Linked DNA regions of Mus musculus: regions 1, 2, 4, 5 and 6 are each linked to region 3. The links are chromatin contacts, called in public promoter capture Hi-C maps. All regions are on one chromosome and are shown on one strand. The core of a region is the stretch at or near the end of the contact, and the rest is flanking DNA. Distances in the headings are between cores, read along the strand shown. Region 1 holds the start of Astl (astacin-like metalloendopeptidase (M12 family)). Region 2 holds the start of Bub1 (BUB1, mitotic checkpoint serine/threonine kinase). Region 3 holds the start of Idh3b (isocitrate dehydrogenase 3 (NAD+) beta). Region 4 holds the start of Kcnip3 (Kv channel interacting protein 3, calsenilin). Region 5 holds the start of Fahd2a (fumarylacetoacetate hydrolase domain containing 2A). Region 6 holds the start of Adra2b (adrenergic receptor, alpha 2b).

Region 1 (3,954 bases), core at 479-2,978, 2.9 Mb before region 3:
TTTTTAAGACAGTCTTACTATGTGGCCTTGATTTGTCTGGAACTGAATATGTAGACCAAATTGACCTCAAACTCACAAGAGATCCACCTACCTTTGCCTCCCAAATACTGTGTATGAGATTTTCCACTAATGTGATGATAATGATTTTAGTAAGCACATTTAAGTAGTTAGGTCATTGTTTTAAATATATTTTTGAGATGGCCCCTCACTATGTAGCCCAGGCTAATTTTCAATCGGTTCTACGGGATTTCAGGTGTGAACCACCATGACAACTCATGTCGTCGTTTTCTTCTTCTTCTTCTTCTTCTTCTTCTTCTTCTTCTTCTTCTTCTTCTTCTTCTTCTTCTTCTTCTTCTTCTTCTTCTGTTTTTCAAGACAGGGTTTCTCTGTGTAGCCCTGGCTGTACTGGAACTCACTTTGTAGACCAAGCTGGCCTCAAACTCAGAAATCCTCCTGCCTCTGCCTCCCACATCCTGGGATTAAAGGGGTGCGCCACCACCCCTGGCATCTTCTTTTTTAATGGGAAAAAAATGGAGTGTTTAAGGTACTTGACAAGCTTTGACATATATAAGCACTGTGAAGGAATGAGTCTGCTGGTCAAGATAATTAGCATATCCATCGGATTCCTGGAAACCAGTCTAGATTCTGCTCAGGCATCAGCAGCATCTGCTTTTATTATAGCCCCTCTGTCTGGCTCTAGCTTCTACTTCTTGAGAGATGTTTGCCCCAGGCTCAGCAAGAATGCCAACAGGTCCTTGTGGAGCTCTGGCTTTCCTTTACTGAACATGGGGGTGGACTTGGTATGTTCCAGGCTGTCCATCCAGGCCGGGTCTCTGGATGGCAGGATGTAAAGGAAGAAAGTCTGGGAGCTTTGTATTTTGAATTAGTGAAATGGGAAGGGGCCCTGGCCGATCATGTCAGTGGGCAGTGGCATTGGAAGGACCACAGTCATATGAGCGTCTAAGAGTTCAAAAGTGTCCCCTCTGCAGTGGGGGGCGTCTCTGGGTGCTGATGATGCTGGTGTTCAGTGTGAAGTTTCTCAGAGTCTTGCAACCTGTGTACTTTCCTATATGGCTTCTGAAATAAAAGCTTATAGCTGGGCATAGTGACACATGCCTTTAATCCCAGCACTCAGGAGGTAGACACAGGCAGCAGGCAGATCTCTCTGAGTTTGAGGCCAGCCTGGTCTACATACTGAGTTCCAGGACAGCCAAAGCTACTTAATGAGACCCTTTCTCGTATAAATAGAGGAGGGGAGGGGGGAGGGGAGAGATTATACGGGTATGGTGACCACATAGGGAGAGGTGCCTTGAGTTTCCCAGCAGATTTTCTGGGTCTGAACCCTCCGGTAGTTGGTGGAACAGGAAAAGGAAAGCCCCCTTTTAGTGACTGGATCTCAATCCAAGTCATGAACTACATGAGGCTGCAATGCTTCTCTGCCCTCTGGTGGCAGGAGGGGGAATCTCAGGGAAGCTACCCTGCTCAAGGGTATCCTAAGGATTTGTTTTGTGTCCCCGGCCCACTTTTTACCCACTTCAGCCAAGATGGATGGGACTATGGTCCAGAAGGCTCAGGCTGGGGACAGGGGTAGAGTCCTCTGGTAAGACTGGGCAGGTCTTCAGGTGATAGTTGTTGGGAGGAACTGCAGGTGGAGGTGGTTGGGAGGCTGCAGGTGTGGGCTGGAGAAGCCCCTATTAAAGGGGGTGGATGGTAGAGTCCCTGAGTTAAGGAGGCCTTTCCCTGCCACATTTCTGTGTGTTGCTTGCCAAGAGGGCAGTGAGGACCCACCATGGGTATCATGGGAAGCCTGTGGCCTTGGATATTAACTATGCTCTCCTTGCTAGGTAAGCTGGCTCCAGTCTCTGGGACATTGGGAAGAGGCCAGAGGCTGCAGCTGTGGCTTAAGATAATCTTAACTTAGTTTCACAGCTCCAACATGGCGTTGTAGGGTTGTACCTATGAGTGAGCCCCTGGGAACCAAGGAGGAGGCCTCCTGATACTTGTAGGAGTAGAGAGGGCCCACCTAACAGCAGATTGCCAAGTGTCATACCATATACCTACTTGTTTTAAGGTAAGCCAGTTTCTAGCCTGGCTGGGGCAGCAGGCACTCAGCCTGAGTGGAGAGAAATGTTCAAGAGTAGGGTCTGAGGCCAGCCTTGATTCTGGTGCTGCCTGAAGATTTAAAGTCTACTGTGCCTCTTTTCTGCCTCATATTGGCTGCCCTAGCCTTTCTGAGCCAAGTGTTAGTCCCTTAAAGGGATCTCCTTCACTGAAGGCATCTAGGCCTTGTCACCAGGTATGATGAGTGAGATAGCCAGGCAGGCTTCAGGAATGCATCCTGGGTGGCCTCTCCTGGAAGGGGCTGGATTTTGCTGCCTGCTGTCCCGGCTCACAGTGGAGTCCCGGGGGCATCTATATGTCTGCACTTGTCTTCCTGAGCCAGGTTTGAGCATGGGAGCACCCTCAGCATCCAGATGTTCTGGAGTCTGCAGTACCAGTGTTCCAGAAGGCTTCACTCCTGAGGGAAGCCCGGTATTTCAGGACAAGGACATCCCCGCAATTAACCAAGGTGAGAACACGGGGCCACACTCCAAAGCCATGCTGAATGTGGACATGCGGAAAAGATTGAGAGGAAATGTCCCCATGCATGCAGGGAAATCAAGTTTCATGAGGAAATGCTTGTCTGTTTTTCTGTATTCTTTTGCTGGTTAATATTTTTTATATGAGATACTGTAAATGTCTTTAGAATGATCTGATAAGAGCACTGGTGTTCTCTCGGCTTGGGACTTGAGTAAAATCATCAGTCGATATTTGAGAGCATGTCAATCTCTCTGTAAGTAGCGGTGTGTAAGCGTGACCTGGCCAAGTGGGGTGGATTGTTAAGGAACAAAGAAGTCTGTGGCTCAGGGCATCTTTGTCTGGGGATCTCGGACATGAGGAACACAGACGCATTGGGCTGAAGTTGTTGGCAATGGAAATGAATTCAGATCTTGGCGTCATCATGGGCTGAAATGTTGGCAGAACAGCGGTAATCTTGCTTTAGTGTAGATGGTGACTACTGCTCCCTTCATTCTCTGGTTAGAAGCTCAGATGGACCCAGTCCTCGGTCAGTCATATGGCTTCCCTGGCACTCGCTCTCAAAGTCACAGACTTTCCCATGCTCGGGCTCACAGTAGTTGCTAACAGCTGTCCCTGCCTAGCTGATGTCTTGTTCGTAAACACCACCAGCTGCAGCTGTGAATGACAGCTCTGAGGGCTAAGGCCACACAACTATACCAGATCCTGGAGAATGAGTGGCCTTTTAGATTTCAGGATGCAACCTTGATCAGATAATCCTGAGGCGACCTCTCCTACCTAAGAGGACTCACAAGAGGGTGGGTCTAGTCTGTGCCACCATCCGTAGTCAGAAGTTACGATGGGGATCCGGCAGTGCTCCTGTAGTCACTCCTCTCAAGCTTTCTGTGGCTTCCTTCACTGCCTCATGGGTCCCAAGATTTCTCTTCCCAGCAGTCAGCTGCAGGAGGCTCCCTGACAGGAAGATGAGAAACCAAAGCAGACTGAGACAAGAAGTATTCACCAACCTCAACTCCCTTCTGTGGTTGTGACTTGCAATTTCAGCTCCTAGCTACCTCAGATTATGGATAATAGAAACTAGGTGGTGGGTGGGAGCAAGGTAAGGCAGGAGAGACCAGGACATGTTCTGGGGAGTGTGGCTTGGGCTGGAGGGAGCCTGGATAGAAGAAGGACCTGCATCCGGAGAGCAGGGGGCCTGGAGTTGGGGTTGGCTCACACATGCTGAGGGAGTCATGGACTGCATTTAACCAGGGGAAGGATGAGAACAGGCCGAGAACCTCACACACACACACATTTGCAGGCTAGGACCCAGCAGGGGCTGCTGTACTTCCCCAAAGCCACACAGCCTTGGTGCTCACAGAAGTTTAGTCTCCAAGTAGA
Region 2 (3,557 bases), core at 927-3,426, 2.5 Mb before region 3:
CCATTCTCCAAGTGGGTCATTACCCGTGTAGCTTTGCATATGGGCTTCAAACATGCTAGAATAGAGAAGTACACACATGAAAGAAAGAATAATTCCTAGATGACAAAGATATATTTGATTCTACATTATGTTATCTATGTACTAGAGAATGGAAATCTTGACTTCAACAACCCAAATATCACATAAAAGAGCAATCATTCAGAAGTGTTCAAAAAGTCAGAAACAGTATTTGCTTCATAGTCTATCTAGATTAGTTGATCTCCAACGTCATTGTCTTATTTCTCAAGAGCACAGCTAAGTTAGAGGGTTAGACTAAGATCCAAAGAATGCCTCTCCTTTTGGTGTGATAGCCCCAGTAATTCAATTCGGAGTTTCCAGAGACTGTTGGCTTGAGTCCAAATCTAACATTGTCCCAAAGGAAGAGCCCATGATGACAATGCTCCCAGAGGACTTTGCTTCCCTTACTTCCATAGTACCTAACCACAGCTTAAGAAGTCAGGCAAACAAATCAGGGCCCAATGACCTCAGATGCTAGTGGGATAAACAAACACAAACATAAAAATAGTACCATGTTTCGTTAACTATTAAATAGAAAAGGGGGGCAAACTAAAGGAGTAAGAGTGGGCATATGTTATACTTAAGGACTTGTTAGCTAGCTACCACAGGCATGTTAGGGAAATCATACAGGCTGACAGAACTTGAGCAGAAAGAGTCAAATAAAGTGTGAAGAGAAGAGGTGGCAAGCTCTATCTGCATTTTAAATGTCTTCTTTGTTCCTTCACAAAAAGGAGCAGGGCTGGAACCATAAACAGTAATGAGTTCAGAAGTTACAGCAAGTAAGGGTGAGAATAGTATGTGTACAACTTTGGAGAGAGGATACATGGCAATTAACTGTATTCTCAGTATGCATCAAGTTGAGAAACAACCATAGGTTTTTAAACTGAGAAATGATAAGATTAGGAGAAAAAGAATTTAAAAGTAGTATTTTGGTAGATGACCAGAAAACTATATCTCAAAATATATTTCACTGGCAAACTGAAATGATCATTCAGAGAAACTGCAATGGTTTTCTCATAATTTAGTAGAGATTTTAGCAATTTATTTTTAAGTCAACGATTCTCACTTTTTCACTTTGGATTCATTTTGGATTCTTTTTAGCATGTTTGAAATGTCAGCACTACTTCTGTGTTTAGAAGTTCTTATTTAGCAAAATAAGAAATACAAATATTTGTCCAAGATAAACAAACATTGAATAGCCCCACACCAACCACACCTCCTGGGAAAATGGCTTAAACATCAAATCATTAAAATAAATTAGTCTTTAAAAATCAAAATACCTAGCTTCTATTTTAGAACGGGGAGGGGAAATCCTTAGTCGATCTGATCAAAAATTAAATTGCTTAACGCCAACAGATTTTGGATATCTTACTCTTAGAATACCTAAAGAACTGATGAAAATAAAATTGTATTTCTTGTAACATCCGATTTAACAGTTTTAAATGGCTTAACATCACAGGCTGAGTAAGTCACCTAAGCGCCCGCCCCCAGACCCCAAAACAAAAACAAATAACCAATCAGTGCCTGCAGGAAGCCTCAAATGACTTAATAGCAAGCATTCCCCCCCCCCCATAAAGTTCAGCTTTAATTTTTTTCTTACGTATCAGGCAATCGAGAAATAATAAATTCTTTCCTTAGTTGGGTGGCATTTTTATCAGACTTTGAAATTTTCTCCAAAAATCTCCACCACCACACAAGTTTGGGTTTTGAAGGCGGGGCGTCCCTCGCGTCTAGAGGAAGTTCCCCATGGAGAAGATACGTGACTTCAGAAGGTTCCGCAGACTGCCCAAATCCTCGGCACAAAACGGTAGCCGGCTGCAGCTTGCACGTCTACTCGAGTGACCCGGGGGCTACCGCCTTGGCTGAGGCCTGGTGCAGCGAACCCGCTGAGGAAGCGGCGCTGAGGAGAAAGCGCGCCTGAGGGACCCGGACTCTAACCGTCCCGACCGGCCCACCTCACCGCACCTGACCGACACTTACCGAAAGACATTTTCTAGGTTGTCCATGACGAGAAAAAACGCGCAGCGGCGAAATACCCCACCAGCCGCCGACCAAACTCCCCATCAGCCCCTAACCCCGAGTCTCGAAGGCCGCCGGCGATTCGAATTCCCCGCGCAGCCGCACTTGTGATGTCGAACGTGGGCAGCGCGCCTGACTATTGGTCTCCGCTGCGGGAGAGCTGGCCAATCGCTGCGGCCGTTGCTGGGAGACAAAGTCCCGCCTCCGTCCCCGCCCCCTCCGTCCCTAGCCCGCAGTTCTTTTCATTTGCCTTTTAGTGAGTCCTATGCTAGGTGCTGACTGAGCTAAGGTTTGTTTCCATTCTAGTGAGACACTAGCCATGTTTTGGCATAGAGTTATTATTATTACTTTTTAAAAAACGGTATAAATGGCAACTGGCTTACAGTATTACACTACCAGGCCGAACGTGACGATTCTGTGACTGAAACCCCTTTGAGTCCTCTTGGGTCTTGAGAGTCACTCACGAATTTTTGTCCTCTTTGCTTAACAGAAATGGCATAGCTGGTGAGCTGGCTCGGTGAATAAAAGCATCCACAAGGTGGAAGGAAAGAAAACCAACTTCCTCAAGTTGTCCTCTGATCTCCACATGCATGCCGTGGCACATACTCATATAACAAATGAGGAAACCACAATCATTATGTCTGGTTCACGAATGAAGACAAATAGCCATGTATATGTGTGTGTGTGTGTGTGTGTGTGTGTGTGTGTGTGTGTCCATCCAGAGTTTTATGGGATCCCATGCCTTTGGCCTCTGCCACACTTGGTTCACATAAAGGCACACCCACACGTATTTGTAAAATATTCATAGTAATTTTAAAGAGTCCGGAAGTCCAAGAATAAATATTTAACATGTTCATGTGCCCTGAGAGTGAGTTGAGAAATAATCTAGTCTTCCCTGCTTCTTGAGTTTTAATAACTTCCCACTTTGCCTCTCTAGGGTCACTTGACCAAAGCAAGTAGAACATAAAAGACTCATGCGATTACTACCTTCCTGTTTCTAAAGGTCCTGGGAGTTTTTCAGCTCCTTCAAGTTGATAAAAAAGATATTGCAGCTTCTGGACAGATAGACATTTTCTAACCTAGAGAAAAGAATTATGAGTGATTTCCCATTTGATTTCCTAGAATCATCTAACTAGAGGAACATTCCTGACATGTCTTTATAGCTGCACACGAAAATATTGTCTGTGGCCATGATATTGGCAGAATTGGTAAACACCACTAGAGGGAGTTCCAGGTTCTTGCATTCCTCGTAGATAGTAGCAAGCAAAGTAGATTAAGAATACACTTCCAATGTTTGGCTGCTAACATCTGCCTCTATTTGTAAGGCTCTGGCAAGGCCTCTCAGGAGACAGACATATCAGGCTCCTTTCAGCATGCACTTCTTGGCATCCACAATAGTATCTGGGTTTGATAATTGTATATGGGATAAATTCCCAGGTGGGACAGTCTCTGGGTGGCCTTTCCTTTAGGCTCTGCTCTAC
Region 3 (3,739 bases), core at 903-3,402:
GTTCTGTAGGGATGACAGGAACTAAGCTTAGGAACACAGAAGAGGAAGCCCTCTGGTCATATGAAATGTTACAGAAAAGCTGGTACTTACTGTAGTTAGTTCCTGGTTAAGTACCTTCAGTGAGTTGACCAGTGATAGGCCCCAAATGATAGGCCCATGAGCTTACACCAAGAAACCATAAACATGACTTTATTTGGGGGGGGGGGGGGGGAGGCGGCAGGGAGAAACTATAAATGAGGATTTTATAGTGAGAATTTTGGTTTCTTTATAAAAAAATCCACTGAAATGTTATGAGACTATGTTTTTGTTTTATTCCCAGGTGTGGGATACAGGTCTGCTTCAGACTCTTCACAGCAGTTGACTAAGATTTGCCTCATGCCGGGTGTGGTTTTGCCTGGGATCAGGTAGTTTTTGTGATTATGTAACATTTAGAATTGTGGGAGCTTTTCAAGAGGGTATAGAAATGTTAGGGTCCTGAGAAGCAGAGAGGGGTTGTTGGTTGATTGCCATTTGATAGTAGTTGTGCACAAAGAAAAAACAAGAAAAGGAAATTGGGTATTTTGCTGGTGAGGATCAAACTTGCCCCAAGGAACTTAGAGGGACTGTAGCTTCAGGAACTGAATTATATATGTTATTTTCAGTAGCATCCAATGGCAGTCATAGGAAACTAATGCCACAAGTGAGTGGAGATCCTGATAGGTGACACAGTGACATATACAGGACAATTAGGACAGCGGATTGTGAGCAACGCACAGAACAAATTGTAGAAAGGAAAACAGGAACATCAGGGGCCAGATTATAAAGAACTGACTTTCCTCTGCAAAAGCTGGCCCTGCAAGTGAGGCTGTCCAAGAAAGTGGGTCTATAGGAGGAAACCTACAAGCTAAATAAATAAATAAATAAATAAATTTTTAAAAATCCAATATGGGGAATAAAACAGCACAAGAGAAGAAATGGAGTGGTTAGAATGATCAGCGCACACTGGGTTAGGGTGGCCGTGCCTTTAATCTCAGCCCTTGGGAGGCAGAGGCAGAGAGCAGAGAGGCAGAGGCAGGCAGATCTCTGTGAGTTCGAGTCCAGCCTGGTCTACAGAGAGTTCCAGAACAGCCGGGGCTACACAGAGAAACCCTACCTGGAAAAACTAACAACAACAACAACAACAACAACAAACAATAAATGAACAAACCAAAAAAGAATGGGCACGCAGACACAACTAACAGGGTCTGACCCCGGTGACACAGCCTCAGCAGGTCCCAACCCCTTCCTGACATCACTAACTCCTGGTTTGCCACTGAGAAGAAACAAATTCCTAAATGTCAGTAGAGGCCAGTCTGGAAAACTGATATATACACACTGCAGAGAGAGGGGCTTTATGAACACTGCTCTTAAATGACAGAGTGCCATACAAACCAATGATGGCAACTTTGTTCTCCTTCATGGAACTCAGCACCTGCTCCAGCTTCTCCTCAGAAGCCATATTCTGCACCTCGCTCAGATGATGCTCCTTAAATTCCACAGGGACAGCAGCAGCCTTCAGGGATAAGTCCAAGCACAGGGCTGGGTCAGGTCTGAACTTTCCAACAACCCATCCATCCCTGTAGCCTGATCCGCCACCCATCCCCCGCCCCGGGCTATTCACCTTGAACACTTCCTTGACAGCATGCATGAGCTCTGGCCCCACGCCGTCTCCAGGCAGCATGGTCACAGGAAAGGCACCCTCCACCCTCACATCTTGTGCCTGTGAGTGGGGCCAGCAGAGATGGAGCAGGGGCAGAAGTGGGAGTCAGAGGGAAAGAGGTGGGGAGGGGAAACCCAGGGGAGCGGCAAGGAGGCGACAAGGATGGGCGAGAACGAAGCTGGACTCAAGCGTACCTGGCTCTGGGAAGCGGCGTGAGCCGTAGATGTTCCGAGACCTCTCCATGCCCCGGAGTTCCGAGCGGCGAGCACCGCCTGCGACAGACACAAGGTCAGATCGGGGACACCGCGGCCCCTTACACCGCGATGACCTTGCCTTCTTTTGGAAACCGCGGACAAACCCTCTGTTCTCCCGCCCACCCTCCGCTCAGGTCGTCCCGGGCCTCACTCGGGTCAGCCAGCGGACATTGCTCAGCGCTGCCATGTTCGGCCGAGGAAGTCGCGGGGGAAGTGACGCCGGAAGCGAGCGCGGTCGTGGGAGCTGGACTTCCTGTCAGCCCTGGCGAGCTTGGCGGTTCTTTCTCCCGTACCAATCGGCGGTGTGTACGGATTCACTTGAGTTCTCTCCTTCTGTTTGGTAATGTAGGGTCACAGGACACACAACCAGTTTGTCTGTTTGCTTTGTTTTCACTCGTCAGATTTAATTTCTCTTGAAAATTCAAAACAACATCCAAATATATATGGCCAAGTATTGAACAAGGATGTGAGTTTAACAATAAGTTGAGAAGTCTTGGGAATTTGTGAATGTTTGAATGTTCTGTTATGCGTTATTCTCTTAACTAGTACTCACTGTTAGTCACTTAGAATTCTTTTAAATAGGTAAAATAATTCAGATTACAAAGAAAACTGGTTATGATAAGAAAACTAACTTGGAGTTGATGAGGTAGCTCTGTAGACCAGGCTGGCCTCAAACTCATAGACCCGCCTGCCTCCACCTCCCAAGTGCTGGAATTAAAGGTGTGCACCACCACATCCTGGAAAAAAAAAAAAAGAAGCTGAAAAATAAAAGCTAATTCTTTTGCTCCACTGTATAGTATGCTATAATTTAAATTTACTAAATTGCTTAATCCTTTCTTAAATAGGCAGATACCTAGTATGAAATCTGATTTGGGCTCTTCTCAGCAACATTGCTGTGTATATCCCTGTACATTCTCCTTTGTACATATGATGAAGATTATAACTATCCTGCAGGGCACCTCTAGCCATGTATGTATTACAGGTGAAATGGTGTGTTTTCAATAGTTTGATTATAGATCTGTGTGTGTTTCACTCATGAATTTGTTCTCATGCAGTAAACAGAAAACTCATTCATCATGATAGCTGATAGTTTCTCTCCCACTACTTCTGGAAATAAAGAGTTACTGACATTGATTTAGCTGCTTAGTTATGTCCCCAGGGATCCTGGATGGGGGGCGGGTCCTCTATATCATCTCCTCTCAAAACTCCATTAGATTGCTAAACCCAGTGTCTATTTTATAATAGAATGTTGAGTATCTCATATAATTTATTGAGTGCTACACGGAAAGTGTATCAGAACAGGCATGTATGTTTTGTTGAGACAGGATCTCTCTTTATATCCCTGGTTGACCTATAACTTCCTATGTAGACCAGGCTGACCTGGAACTCAGAGAGATCCACCTGCCTCTTTGCTTTCTAAGTGCTAGGATTAAAGGCGTGTACCCCATGCCTGCCTAATGGACTTGTATCAATTACTTTTATCATTGTTGGGACAAAACACAGACAAAAGCAGCTTTCGAAAGAACAGATTTACTTTAGCTCATGGCTCCAGGAGACCCCAGTCACCACAGAGGGGAAGGGACGGCAGCAAGATCAGGAAGCAGCTGGGCTCTCTCTCTCTCTCTCTCTCTCCAGTTCAAACTGGCCATTTTCACTCAAGGCACATCAGGTATCTGAGCAGGACCATCAGGGAGAAGACTCTAGGGCCCTATAAAGTACACAAGCAGATACATGGGGGTGGGTAGAGGCTGCTCCGTAGTTACGAGCATTTACTGCTCTTGCAGAGGACCCAGATTTTGTTCCCGGC
Region 4 (3,950 bases), core at 455-2,954, 2.8 Mb before region 3:
ACCTCCATAATCTCCTACTGGTAGGGGACAGTAGGGACTTTATCCAGCTCCACTGTCACTGTGGTGCTGGCTTCCATCTTGGGCCAAGCTACACATGGAAATCCAGGGGGCAGCCATAAGCCTAATGAGTTCCATGAGTGCCCAGGAGCCAATGGTGGGCACAGTGGAGGCCACAATGGCCAATAGAACAGCCAAGTGGACTATGGGACTCTGACCTCACACTCTGCTCATCTGGTAGGGGAGTAGTGGTTAAGGACCCAGGAAGAATTCTGGGAATTAGAGCCACCAGAGATGGGTAAAGGGAAGGGGGCTATGCTATCCCCTGCTGATGGACAGTGCCAGCTGTGTGCAGGTCTATGCACACATGGCTGTAGAACTCCCTGTATCTGTGGACACACAGAGTCACGTTGCTGGGCTCTGTGAGGGAGGGGTACAGTCATAGGGTATCTGTGTGTCCAATGTCTGTAGATGCACACAGCTTCACCTATCATCTGAGTGTGGATGTGAGTCTGGGACAGAGAGCTGTTTATGCTTCTGCTGTGCCAGTCCAGAGCTTTCTAGAGACAGGTGTGACAAGAGAGAAAGTACCTTTCAAGGTACCCTGCCCTTGTGCTCAAAGGGCTTTGTTCCATCTGCAGATCCTTCATGGTATTCTGGGAACTGGACCAGAGGACAGGGATAGTAACCTGGACTCTGGGGCAGAATGGCCTGAAATCAGTCTCCAGCCCTCTCTGGGCTGCTTGCCCTCATTGGGAGTGGGGCAGGAAGACATCTTTTGGGAAGAAAGACTGTAAGATGCCAGCCCAATATCTATTTTTTTTTTTAAATAAGACCTTGATTTCCTTATTTGGGGCATTCAACCGGACCTGGATCTGATCCTTTCTCCCCCTAAGCAAGATTACCCTGGACTTGTGTGCGGCATCCAGGTCAGACTTTCTGAGGGTCGGTGCTAAGCTGGAGCACACCTTTTGTTTTTTTTTTAATTTTTTTTTTGTCTCTCTTCTTCCCCTCACCTGGCTACTATTTCTTGAACTTTGTACCGGGTGCCTCTTTGCCTCCCCTCTCTCTCCATCCCCCAACAGCTCCACAGAGGCAGAGATGTTTGTGATTTTATTAGGGGTCTCATAGTGCTTTAAGAAGAAGGGGGGGTCTTCATTCATTCATTGATGGATTACTTGAAAGCTTTGCCCGTTGGCTTGCCCACACACATAAGACATCCTTTTCCATGCTCCTGTGTCTCACTAAGATCTATGAGGCTAGGGTCAGGGTCAGCTACCCCAGCCCCTGCCCCAAGGACCTAACTGAACAGGACCAGCCATGGAGCTAATTTCAAGCTTCTCTTCTGTCCACAGACACCCAGAGCCTCTTCCATCCAAAGGCCACGGGATTCCAGCCTCCCAGGCAGGAATGCTCTGAACAATTACTTTCCCTTATATGGATTAGCGAGAGTAGGGGCCAAGGACCACTGTGAAAATACTCTCTAGTCAAGACCAACATCAGAGCCCCACCTTCCCCAAGTCCAGGCAAGTCCTCAGCCCCTCAGCGCCTACCTTGGTCCTCTGCATCTCTGCTGCTGAAAGGGACCGTCACTAATCTTCCCGCTTTGCAGCCCGAGCAAGCCAGACTGCTTGGTCCGGCTGGCAGCTGCCTCATGTTTGCTTGGACCCAGACGCAATTGTCACTGGAGGTTTCTCTCCCGCCCCCTGCCCACTCCTTCCACCCTCCCTTCCTTCCGAGTCTTAGCTCCACCTCTCTTCCTCTGCCTCTTCCCTCCCCCTCTTATCTCCCCCCTCCTTCGCCTCCATCCTGACAACCTCCAGTTTCTCTTTTTCCTGTGCTCCTAGTCCTGGCCTCTCAGCCTATCTGGCCCCCAACCCCCCTTGCTTAGTTAGGCTCAGGGTCTGTCCCTGGTTCTCATCTCCCTCTAGTACAGGGTCTGTTCCTACCCTTCCCAGTCACAGGGATAGAAGGGAGGGTACTCCACCACCAGTCCCTGCGCAGGACAGAGAGGAGCCCTTGGGATTACGTCACTAAGGTAACACCTGGGGTCCTAACACCTCTTGTTGCTCTCCCCTATCTGTTAGTCACCTCTGTGCGACCCCTCATAGGCCTTGCTGTATGAAAACCTTCCAAGCTGGAGCGAGCACTTCACACTTTCCCAGTTTCACTGTCCTTTGACTTGAGGTTGGGACCAAATTCAGGCATTCAGAGCAACCACGGGACCTCCCCTAGATCTCCTGGCGTGGGACCTGGGGATGGAGAAGGGATCGAGGGTCCTGACCGTCCTCGGGAAGGCTCCTTCCTGCCCTGTGGGAGACAAGCTCTTGGGCATTTTCTAATGCCCAAGGGAATCCACCAGGAGCCAGGTACGGAGACCAGCGCCAAGTTTCCCTTTTTGGCGCCCGGAGGAGCCTGCCAGTGCCAGTAGTTCCCATGGAAACAGAGCCTGAGCCATCCCCTCTTTCCCAGAAAGCCCAGGAGCACTTGCTTGCCCTTCCTACCCTGTCCCACCCCCTTTTTATTGAGTCAGCCAATTAGCGGCAGCTGCTAGACCCTCCCCGGGCAAAACCCTGGGGCTGTTGATCCCGAGGCAGGAAAGCTGTCCCCAGAGGGGAGGGGACAGTTCTGCCATCTGCACAGCAGGACTTCACTCCGGGCAAGAGACTCTCCCACAGAGGGCTCTCTGGGAAAGAGGACGACAAGGGTCCCAGAGGCTCCGGGGTCAGTGCCAATCTTCCAAACTGACTTGGCATTAGGCAAATTCCCATAAGGCCTTGGAGTGGCATAGTGGGCTTAGAAGAAAAGGGTCATTATCCCAGTCTATGTTAATGATGGCAAAACTCAGGAAAGCTGAGTCTTTACCTATCCAACAAAGCAGTATATCCAGACTGTGTTCACTCAGAGCCAGTTCTGGAGGAACTCTCTACCCACCAGTTACATGTCCACGATTCAGGAATCAAGCCCTGTCCTTACTTGTGGCATTTTTTGAGAGGCAGGGTTGTCTGAGCACTCCACTCCAAGTCAGTGCCTCTTTCTAGAGAGCCACAAGTCTCTGCTTGGCTCCCTTGCTGAGATTCCACTCCTCTGATAGGAGCTCCTTGGGAGTAACAGGCTGTGGCAGAGCCAGCCTAGAACAGAACCCTTCCGTCCTGGGCCTACCAGGGAGCCAGCAACCTCCCCAGCCCTATCCAGCAGGCCCTCCTCATAAAACGTATGAATGGGCATCTGTGCCCTGCCAGGAGCCTCAAGTCACCTGACCCCCTTTCCTTGGGTCCTCTCAGACTTTCCCAGGGCCTGGGCATTGCTGGGGTCCTTCCAGGGTCTCTGGGAGATGGAGGAACGAAAAGGGCTGAAGCAGATCTCCTCAAGTGGACCTCAGCCTTGCTTTGCCACATGGGCACAGGCTGACTTCCCCTAAACTCTTGGAATTTGAGAAGATTGGGGGCCTGCTGACCCACAAAAAGGTTTAGGATGCTGAAGGAGGTCCAGTGTGGTTTGAAAACTGTTAGGGTGATGGATCTTGGCTGTGGCTTCCTCGGGTGGGCCGGGGGTGGGGTGGGGTACAGATTGCATGAGGAAGAAGGAGGGATAATTCCATATTTCAGGAGGCTGTTTTCTTCTTTGTATTATAACACTCGAAGACTCAGCTGTGGGCCACTACAGCTGACTGGAGCCCTTTCCTCCTATGCAAGAGAGAAACTCACAAAAACACAACCAAAGACCTTGGAGTCCTCTGAACCCTCCCCAGTTCCTGCTCAAGACCTCTCCCGACCAGACTCAATTATTTCCTCCTCTGGCCTCTCAGACTTAGCTCTGACAAGCCTCTAGTTTCATGTCTTTCCCTCAGGCCGTTTCTGTGTCTGGGCCTTGGAGAGCAGGTAGGGACATCTCTCAGGGCTCGTGCTTCACAGCCCTTCCTTGTGAGAGGGCCACCGCTGTGTGCAGTCAGG
Region 5 (3,794 bases), core at 122-2,621, 2.8 Mb before region 3:
GCTAGCTTGAGCTATTCCCCAGATAATCTGCACTCTATATCCTCACTCATTCCCTTTCTTTGTCTTAATCTAGGTCTGGTCTTCATTCCCTGTCAGAGTCCTCTCCCTTCTGGATAGCTTTCTTTTAAAACCAGTGTGGGGCTAGGAAGACAGCATGGCTGGTAAAATGTTTCCACTGAAAGCCTGAAGATCAGTTAAATCCCCAGAACCCACATAAAAAAGTTTGTACACAGTGGTCTATGCTTGTAATCCCAGTGCCGGATAGGTGGAGACAGGTAGATTCCTGGGGCTTGCTAGCCAGCCAGTCTAGCCTAATTGTTGAGTTTCAGGCCAATGAAAAACTCTGTCTCAAAGACTAAAGTACGCGTACGCGCACACGCACACGCACACACACACACACACACACACACACACGTCTTTATACTAAAAATGAGAGAGACTGCTAGACGTAGCTCCGTCAGTTCAGGGCTCTTGGTCCTCACCTGGTTGAGCCAACCTACCCTGTTCAGGATCACCAGAGTGCCAGCTTGCAAGTCTGGCCAGAAAACCAAAGGCTTTCCATCTCCTGCTCTGTCGTTTTACACAAGTACCGCCATGCCACAGTCCAAAGGCTGGTCCAGCATATGTGACCAGTCACACCATACACTAAAACAGTACTGTCCCAGGGAAAGCCAAGTGTCTCACTTGTGAGGTCTACTATAATTCTCTTGACGGTGGCTTGGCAGGTGCTGCTGGTCCAGTTTTACAGATGAACAAGCCAAGGCTTGGATAGGGTAAGAGGGGTTTGGTTTGCCTAAGGTTCAAGGGTCTTACAGCTAAAAGAAAATTGGCATTTGAATCCATGTCTAGATGACATTGAAGTTCTTAATTCAAAAGCAAGATACTTCTCAAGCAAGATAATCTAGTTTCAATCCTGCCTACTCCTCTCAGGTCCTAACTGCTACCAGCCCATGGTCATGGCCGTGGAGGTAAGGCAGAACACCTGCTCTCTGATAACTCTAAGCCCCGCTGATGATGAATCTGTGACGGGCGCTCACAGGTTATTTCATTCTCTCGAATCACTATGACTCGCAGCACAAAGGTCCCTTAGCAAACAGCACAGCAATGGGCAGCTTGAGGCGCTGCGCCGTGCGTGTGACCCTGCTGATCTGGGAACCGAGGTCAGCCACTCGGCTCCCAACGTCCGGTTCAACTCCCTCTGAGTTGGCCTAGCCTCAGTTTACCTGGTCGTTGCAGCCGGACTTGTCCGGCTTCCTGCGCTGTCAGCGGACGCCTGCGGAGCCGCAGGACAAGAGGGGAGGGCGGAGAAGCCACAGCCAGTACCGCTGCAAGCACTTAACTCTTCTCCAAGGAATATAGGGACCGCCCCTTCGCAGTCGCGATATGGTGACGTCACGAAGCTGTCGCCACCAGGAGGACACCTGCTTCCTCCCGGAAGTCCGCCCTCCTGCTGTTAGGTACTTCTTTTAGCCACAGAACTTCCAGCAGGTGCCTAGTGTGTGCATTTGGGGAGACCGTGGCTGGCTCCAGGGTGACCCTGGGATACCCAGGCTCGGAGAGAGCGCATCCGACCTTTGAGCTTCTAATTCTGGCCAGGCGCTGCTTCTGGGCCAGGCACCTACTCATAGTTGTCCAGGAAGCACTCTGGTAGACAGTAACAAGTAGTTTTGTGCTCTAATGTTGACCCACCAAGGACAGGGATGTCTATATGTGTTGTATTCGTGGAGAAAACATAAAGGCTAGGAGTGATTTTGCCCATGATGGCTCCTGAGCCAGTAAGGGCTCGTCCAACCACTTATTTAGTTGTCTTGGCAGGTATGAAGCGATTCTGAAGGCAAAAGACACTTGTGTCCTTCCTTCAGCTACTGGGCTTTCCCCCATGAATCTTGTGTGCTGGGGGAAAGAAAAGACTGAAGCTTGTGTGTGCCAGCTAGAGGAGGAGTTTTGTCACCCAGTAAGCTATATCACAGATTTGGCAACTGGTCAGACTATCTTGTGGGATAGACTGGAACTGAGATAATGGTGGATCAATAACCGGCAAGACCACACCTTGACCAAGACTGCTTAGTTATGTACACCACTTGCTTTCTATTTGAGAATCTGAACCTCATGTCGGGACTCCAAAGATGGACTTTGGGGAGTCACTGAACCTTTTCCCCTTTCCTTTCTTGTCTTTTCTCTTTTCTTTCCAGTGTGACCACATTGGCAAAGTCGTAGCCAGCTTTTCACCATTTTTTCTTTAATGCACACAGTGAAGACAGATGGTGGCCTGTCTACTTTTTAGGCTTGTCAGGGCTCACCAACTTCACCTACTTGTAGCAGCACCCTGTTCTTCACGAACCTTATTTTAGGGGGAAAAGGGTGTGTGTGGGGTGATGGGCAAGTCCAGGCAGCAGGCATTCGGGTGGAAACATCCTCTACAACCACACCCCGAGTCCTCTGGCCTATGAAAATGTAAAGGGGACTCTGAGAAGGAGCCTCCTAAGTGAATCAAGGTCCAGACAGAGCATCCGAGGCTTCCATTGCCCCAGGAAGAAGCACAGGCTTTTATTAGATTCCTCTTATTTTTTCCCAGTGAGGCTTTTTTTTTTTTTTTTTTTTTTTTTTTTTTTTTTTTGGTTTTGGTTTTTTGAGACAGGGTTTCTCTGTGTAGCCCTGGCTGTCCTGGAACTCACTCTGTAGACCAGGCTGGCCTCGAACTCAGAAATCCGCCTGCCTCTGCCTCCTGAGTGCTGGGATTAAAGGCATGCACCACCACACCTGACTTCTTTTTTCTTTTAACACCAATGTTTTCAATCCTAGAAAAAGACCAGGGCTTTCCTTCCTGTGTGATTTTGTTTTTCTTCTTCATAGTTCATGATGTCAGCTGAGGTTGACAGCACAATGAAACCAAACCGATGTGACAGGAGCAGGCGATTTTGCTATGCTCTAGGTCTTGGAGCTGCACATCAAACCTGGGACTCATCACTCCATGGTTGCTTAGCCTGCTTGTGGGGTTGACAACATTCTTCCTAGCTCTGATATCAACGATTACAAATTCTCAGGTAAAATCAGGCTTCATCCTCACAGTTAGAAACTGGACAATAACTTCAGAGCATGCCAATAAGGGACTGACATCTGCTTCTTTCTTCAGTGTTGTTGATTGTCTTGAGAGTTCAGCCAGGACATTCATGTGTACTGTTGATGGTGGCATGGACGGCTGGCAGAAAGAGAGGAGGTGGGCTGGAGAGATGGCTCAGTGGTTGAGAGCACCTGCTGCTCTTTCAGAAGACCTGGTTTGAGTTTCAGGACCTACATGGTGCCTCACAACGAGCTGTAACTCTAGTTCTGAGATATCTGACACCCTCTCTGGCCCATATAGGTACTGAGCATGCATGTAGTAAACAGACATGCATGCAGACAAAACACTCATACACATAAAAATTATAAAAACTTGTAGAGAGAGAATAGGAGGGGCTGGCTCCTTGAATTCCCCACATACTTTTCTTGCTGCTGTAACAAAACAGCTGGCATAAAACTTAAGGAAGAAGAGGGACATTTTGGATCACAATTTGATCCAAATAGATCACCATGCAGGGAAGAGTGGTGACAGACACCAGAGAAAGCTGGCTATACCATGGTAGCAATCAAGAAGCGAAGAGATGAATGCTGGTGCTCATCTTTCTTTGTTTTTCTGCAGCCCAGGGCCTTAGGCCACAGCATGGCATCACCCAAAGTTAGAGTGGGTTTAACTAAACTTGATCTTGATAATTCCTGACAAACATGCCCAGAAGTTTTTGTCTTTTCAGCGACCC
Region 6 (3,540 bases), core at 1,003-3,502, 2.9 Mb before region 3:
AGGATAGGAGAGCACCTCTCTTAAGTTGTGGTCATCTTGGGCTGACACCCGACTTGGTGAGTCCTGACACTTGGTAGATGTAGAGTTGCCCCTTCAGGGAAGAACAAGGTGAATGTTCGTCAGTGGGGCTTGGAGTAAGGTGGGATTAGGGGCAACCTTGGCTGCTCTTCCTGCAGGATCCTGGAGACCTGGCCCTTTAAGGAGAATGGGCCATAAAATATCCCATCTGACGTTGATCATCTGTGAAGTCTTCTCTCAGTTTGAGTGTGGCTGGAGGTTGCTTGGGACAAGTAGGGACTTGCCTCAGTGGCTACTTCTCAAGCTCCCACGACCACCCTCAGCCCTTTCTCAGTAAATGGGGCTACGAGGACTTCTTCATCACCTGTGGCTGTGGACTCAAGCCCTGTCCAACGTGATGGTCTGTAAGACCTGTCTCAAGACTACAGCCTCAAAGGGGCAGGTGAATGGCTGTCCTTTTCAAGCCTGGTCTACATGGCACCACCCTCTCTGGTTGTGACAGTCCCACCTAACTAGAGAGCTAGCTGCAGCTCGGCCTGAGGTGGGGAGGCATTGCTCAAAGTGTCCCCATGTGGCTAGGCATGGTGATCTGGAGACTGAGTTGAGGAAAGACTGGTCTGTGGGGACCCAACGGTCACATTTGAGATCTCACAGTGGTGGCCATGACAAGTCCAGTAGACTCACTGACTTGAGGTGAGATTTGGGAGTGGACTCCATCTTTAGGGATTCATATATATATATTTATGTAGTGCCCTTCAGAATTAGGAGCTGTAAATACAAGGCCTGGTTCTTTTCACACAAGCTGTGGAGAAACCTCCTTGAGGCTGGGGGTGGAGCAGGGCCCAGTTCAAAGTTTTTTTTTTTAAAGATTTATTATTTTTTTGTGTATGATTGTTTTTTTCTGCGTGTATTTATGTTTCACCTGTGCGCTTGGTGCCTGTGGCGTCAAGTGAGGTCATCAGATATCCTGGAACTAGAATTACATTCTGTTGTGAGCTGATGGAAAGGGGTTTGAAACTGAAATCGGGTCCTCTGCAAGAGCAAGCGCTCAGCACTCAAACTTGTTCTCCCACTGGATAGGCTGCATGAACATCTGGGGCGGCCAAGGCCGGCTCCTTTCTACACCTGAGCCACCCACATTGACTTTTTCTGAGCTATGGAGAGATCTCCTCACACCGCTCTGGAGGAGGGACCTCCTTTTCCGTTGGTCAAGAGGCTCCTCTCCAAACCTGCGCTTTGAGTCAAGCTGTTTCCCTCTTTAAGATTTGTTTTAAAGTATGGGTCTCTGTGTGGCTATGTTCAGGGGAGTGTAGGTGGAGGCCAGAGGCATACCATCCCTGAAACGGGAGTTACAGTTTTGAGCTACCTGTTGTGGCTGCTGGGAACCGAACACAGGTTCTCTACAAGAGGCACTCTTAACCACGGATCCATCTCTCCAGTTTTCCCTTCCTACTTTAACTTTTTTTTTGCCTTTAATGGAGAAAAAGGAAGCAGCAATAGGGTGGTTGAAGTCCACTAGTCGCTTCTCACCAAGGAGTAGTTAGTGTGTGTGTGTGTGTGTGTGTGTGTGTGTGTGTGTGTGTGTGTGTGTGTGTGTGTGTGTGTGTGTGTCTGGGACCTGCGAGGACATCGGCCCCTAGCCTCTTGCACTCAGATGGCAGCAGAGGGCGCTCGCAGCACAGAGACTCACTCATTGCACCTCGCAAGTCTGACCTAGACCTAGTGGTGTTTGGGTGGGGAAGCGTTAGGAAAGGGGATTTGGAACTCTCTCCCCACTTTGGTCCGGCCCCTAAGGTTCTCGGTTGCTGGGATGCTGGATGGAGGTGTGGCTTATTATGCTTAAGAGCTCAACACTCTCCTACACGCTTTTCTGTCGGGCTGCTGCAAGCGACAAAAGCAGTCTATCGATCTGGGTGCTCTGTCCTAGACTCGCAGACAGAAGGCAAGTGGACCCTTGGGACAGACCAGCTCCGGGTCTCAGCACGCACCGATTCTCTTCGGTACATACTCTTCCCAGAACGCCGACGACCCCAGACTCCCTGCTCTCTAGACTCGGCCGCGCAGCGGCGGGAAGGAGAAAGATGTTGGGGCCCGGGGCGAGTAAAAGATGTGCGTCGCAGGTCCATGTCCCGCAAAGCGCACCTTCCACCCACCCTGGTCGGATCGCCCGCCCCGCCTCCTTCCCTCCTCCAGCTCCCGCCCCCAATCTCCTCCCTCCTCCCGCGGTGCTGGCTCTCCTCCTCACGCCCCTGCGCGGAGGGCTGACTGCAGGCGCGGCTCCGGGAGAGAGCGCCTTTACCGAGAGCAGGGTGCGCTTCCCCAGTCGGTTCTGTGAGTCCTGCAGCTGTGCCGCACGACGGCGCGACTTTCCTCTGGTCCCGGGACGGCAGTGAGACAACTTGGAAAACTTCTCTGGGGCGGACTGCAGGGACGCCGGGCACCAGTGGCAGAGAACGTAAGAGAGCGATAGATGGTCCTGGGTGTCCCCGGACCTCCGGCCAGGCTACGGTGCTCCAGAGCCATCTGCACCGCCTGGGGGGACGGCCCCCAACAGTAGCGGAGCTAGGGTGGCGCTTTCTCCTGCGTACTGTGAGTTTGGCCAGCATCTTTCTCTCTGGACATGTCCGGCCCCGCCATGGTCCACCAGGAGCCCTACTCGGTGCAGGCCACCGCCGCCATCGCGTCGGCCATCACCTTTCTCATCCTCTTCACCATTTTCGGCAATGCGCTGGTAATTCTGGCTGTGTTGACCAGCCGCTCTCTCCGTGCACCACAAAACCTCTTCCTGGTGTCACTGGCAGCAGCCGACATCCTAGTGGCTACTCTTATCATCCCTTTCTCTCTGGCCAACGAGCTGCTGGGCTATTGGTACTTCTGGCGTGCGTGGTGCGAGGTCTACCTGGCGCTAGACGTGCTCTTCTGTACCTCCTCCATCGTGCACCTGTGTGCCATCAGTCTGGACAGATACTGGGCAGTGAGCCGAGCATTGGAGTACAACTCCAAGCGCACTCCACGCCGCATCAAATGCATCATCCTCACCGTGTGGCTCATTGCAGCCGTCATTTCTCTACCGCCCCTCATCTACAAGGGCGACCAGCGCCCAGAGCCCCACGGGCTCCCCCAGTGTGAGCTCAACCAAGAAGCCTGGTACATCTTGGCTTCCAGCATCGGATCTTTTTTTGCTCCCTGCCTCATCATGATTCTCGTCTACCTGCGAATCTATGTAATTGCCAAACGCAGCCACTGCAGAGGTCTCGGAGCTAAGAGGGGCTCTGGGGAGGGTGAGTCCAAGAAGCCCCATCCGGCCGCCGGGGGAGTTCCAGCCTCGGCTAAAGTGCCCACCCTGGTCTCTCCTCTATCTTCTGTCGGAGAGGCTAATGGACACCCCAAGCCTCCAAGGGAGAAGGAGGAGGGGGAGACCCCTGAAGATCCCGAAGCCAGGGCTTTGCCACCCAATTGGTCTGCCCTGCCCAGATCAGTCCAGGACCAGAAGAAGGGGACTAGTGGGGCAACTGCAGAGAA

The links. Promoter capture Hi-C pulls out the DNA fragments that hold promoters and counts their contacts.
Region 1: a promoter capture Hi-C map of liver shows a contact between it and region 3, with 7 times the contacts expected there. The contact joins the promoter of Astl here to the promoter of Idh3b in region 3. A contact is called at or near these places in 1 of 39 promoter capture datasets (liver), 1 of 115 datasets of contacts at active chromatin or transcription factors (thymic regulatory T cells) and 1 of 9 other capture datasets (macrophages).
Region 2: a promoter capture Hi-C map of liver shows a contact between it and region 3, with 3 times the contacts expected there. The contact joins the promoter of Bub1 here to the promoter of Idh3b in region 3. A contact is called at or near these places in 3 of 39 promoter capture datasets (the C10 cell line, liver and pre-B cells) and 1 of 115 datasets of contacts at active chromatin or transcription factors (astrocytes).
Region 4: a promoter capture Hi-C map of liver shows a contact between it and region 3, with 3 times the contacts expected there. The contact joins the promoter of Kcnip3 here to the promoter of Idh3b in region 3. A contact is called at or near these places in 2 of 39 promoter capture datasets (both in liver).
Region 5: a contact with region 3 is called in a promoter capture Hi-C map of liver, with 6 times the contacts expected there. The contact joins the promoter of Fahd2a here to the promoter of Idh3b in region 3. A contact is called at or near these places in 4 of 39 promoter capture datasets (liver, pre-B cells and second pharyngeal arch cranial neural crest).
Region 6: a promoter capture Hi-C map of liver shows a contact between it and region 3, with 8 times the contacts expected there. The contact joins the promoter of Adra2b here to the promoter of Idh3b in region 3.

Annotation. Positions count from the first base shown.
Region 1 is chr2:127,339,908-127,343,861 of GRCm38.p6, forward strand. Astl (astacin-like metalloendopeptidase (M12 family)) reads left to right here and starts at 1,729. Exons shown (of 9, transcript NM_001291003.1): 1 at 1,729-1,844; 2 at 2,444-2,569. The coding sequence starts at 1,790.
Region 2 is chr2:127,829,683-127,833,239 of GRCm38.p6, forward strand. It overlaps Bub1 (BUB1, mitotic checkpoint serine/threonine kinase), which reads right to left and starts at 2,177. Exons shown (of 25, transcript NM_009772.2): 1 at 2,038-2,177; 2 at 1-55. The coding sequence starts at 2,063.
Region 3 is chr2:130,282,299-130,286,037 of GRCm38.p6, forward strand. It overlaps Idh3b (isocitrate dehydrogenase 3 (NAD+) beta), which reads right to left and starts at 2,153. Exons shown (of 12, transcript NM_130884.4): 1 at 2,084-2,153; 2 at 1,873-1,950; 3 at 1,640-1,738; 4 at 1,411-1,531. The coding sequence starts at 2,119.
Region 4 is chr2:127,519,688-127,523,637 of GRCm38.p6, forward strand. Kcnip3 (Kv channel interacting protein 3, calsenilin) reads right to left here and starts at 1,705. Exons shown (of 9, transcript NM_019789.4): 1 at 1,551-1,705. The coding sequence starts at 1,565. The region is part of intron 2 of Gm35478 (a long non-coding RNA gene); the gene reads left to right.
Region 5 is chr2:127,443,194-127,446,987 of GRCm38.p6, forward strand. Fahd2a (fumarylacetoacetate hydrolase domain containing 2A) reads right to left here and starts at 1,372. Exons shown (of 8, transcript NM_029629.2): 1 at 1,224-1,372.
Region 6 is chr2:127,360,927-127,364,466 of GRCm38.p6, forward strand. It overlaps Adra2b (adrenergic receptor, alpha 2b), which reads left to right and starts at 2,253. Exons shown (of 1, transcript NM_009633.4): 1 at 2,253-3,540. The coding sequence starts at 2,654.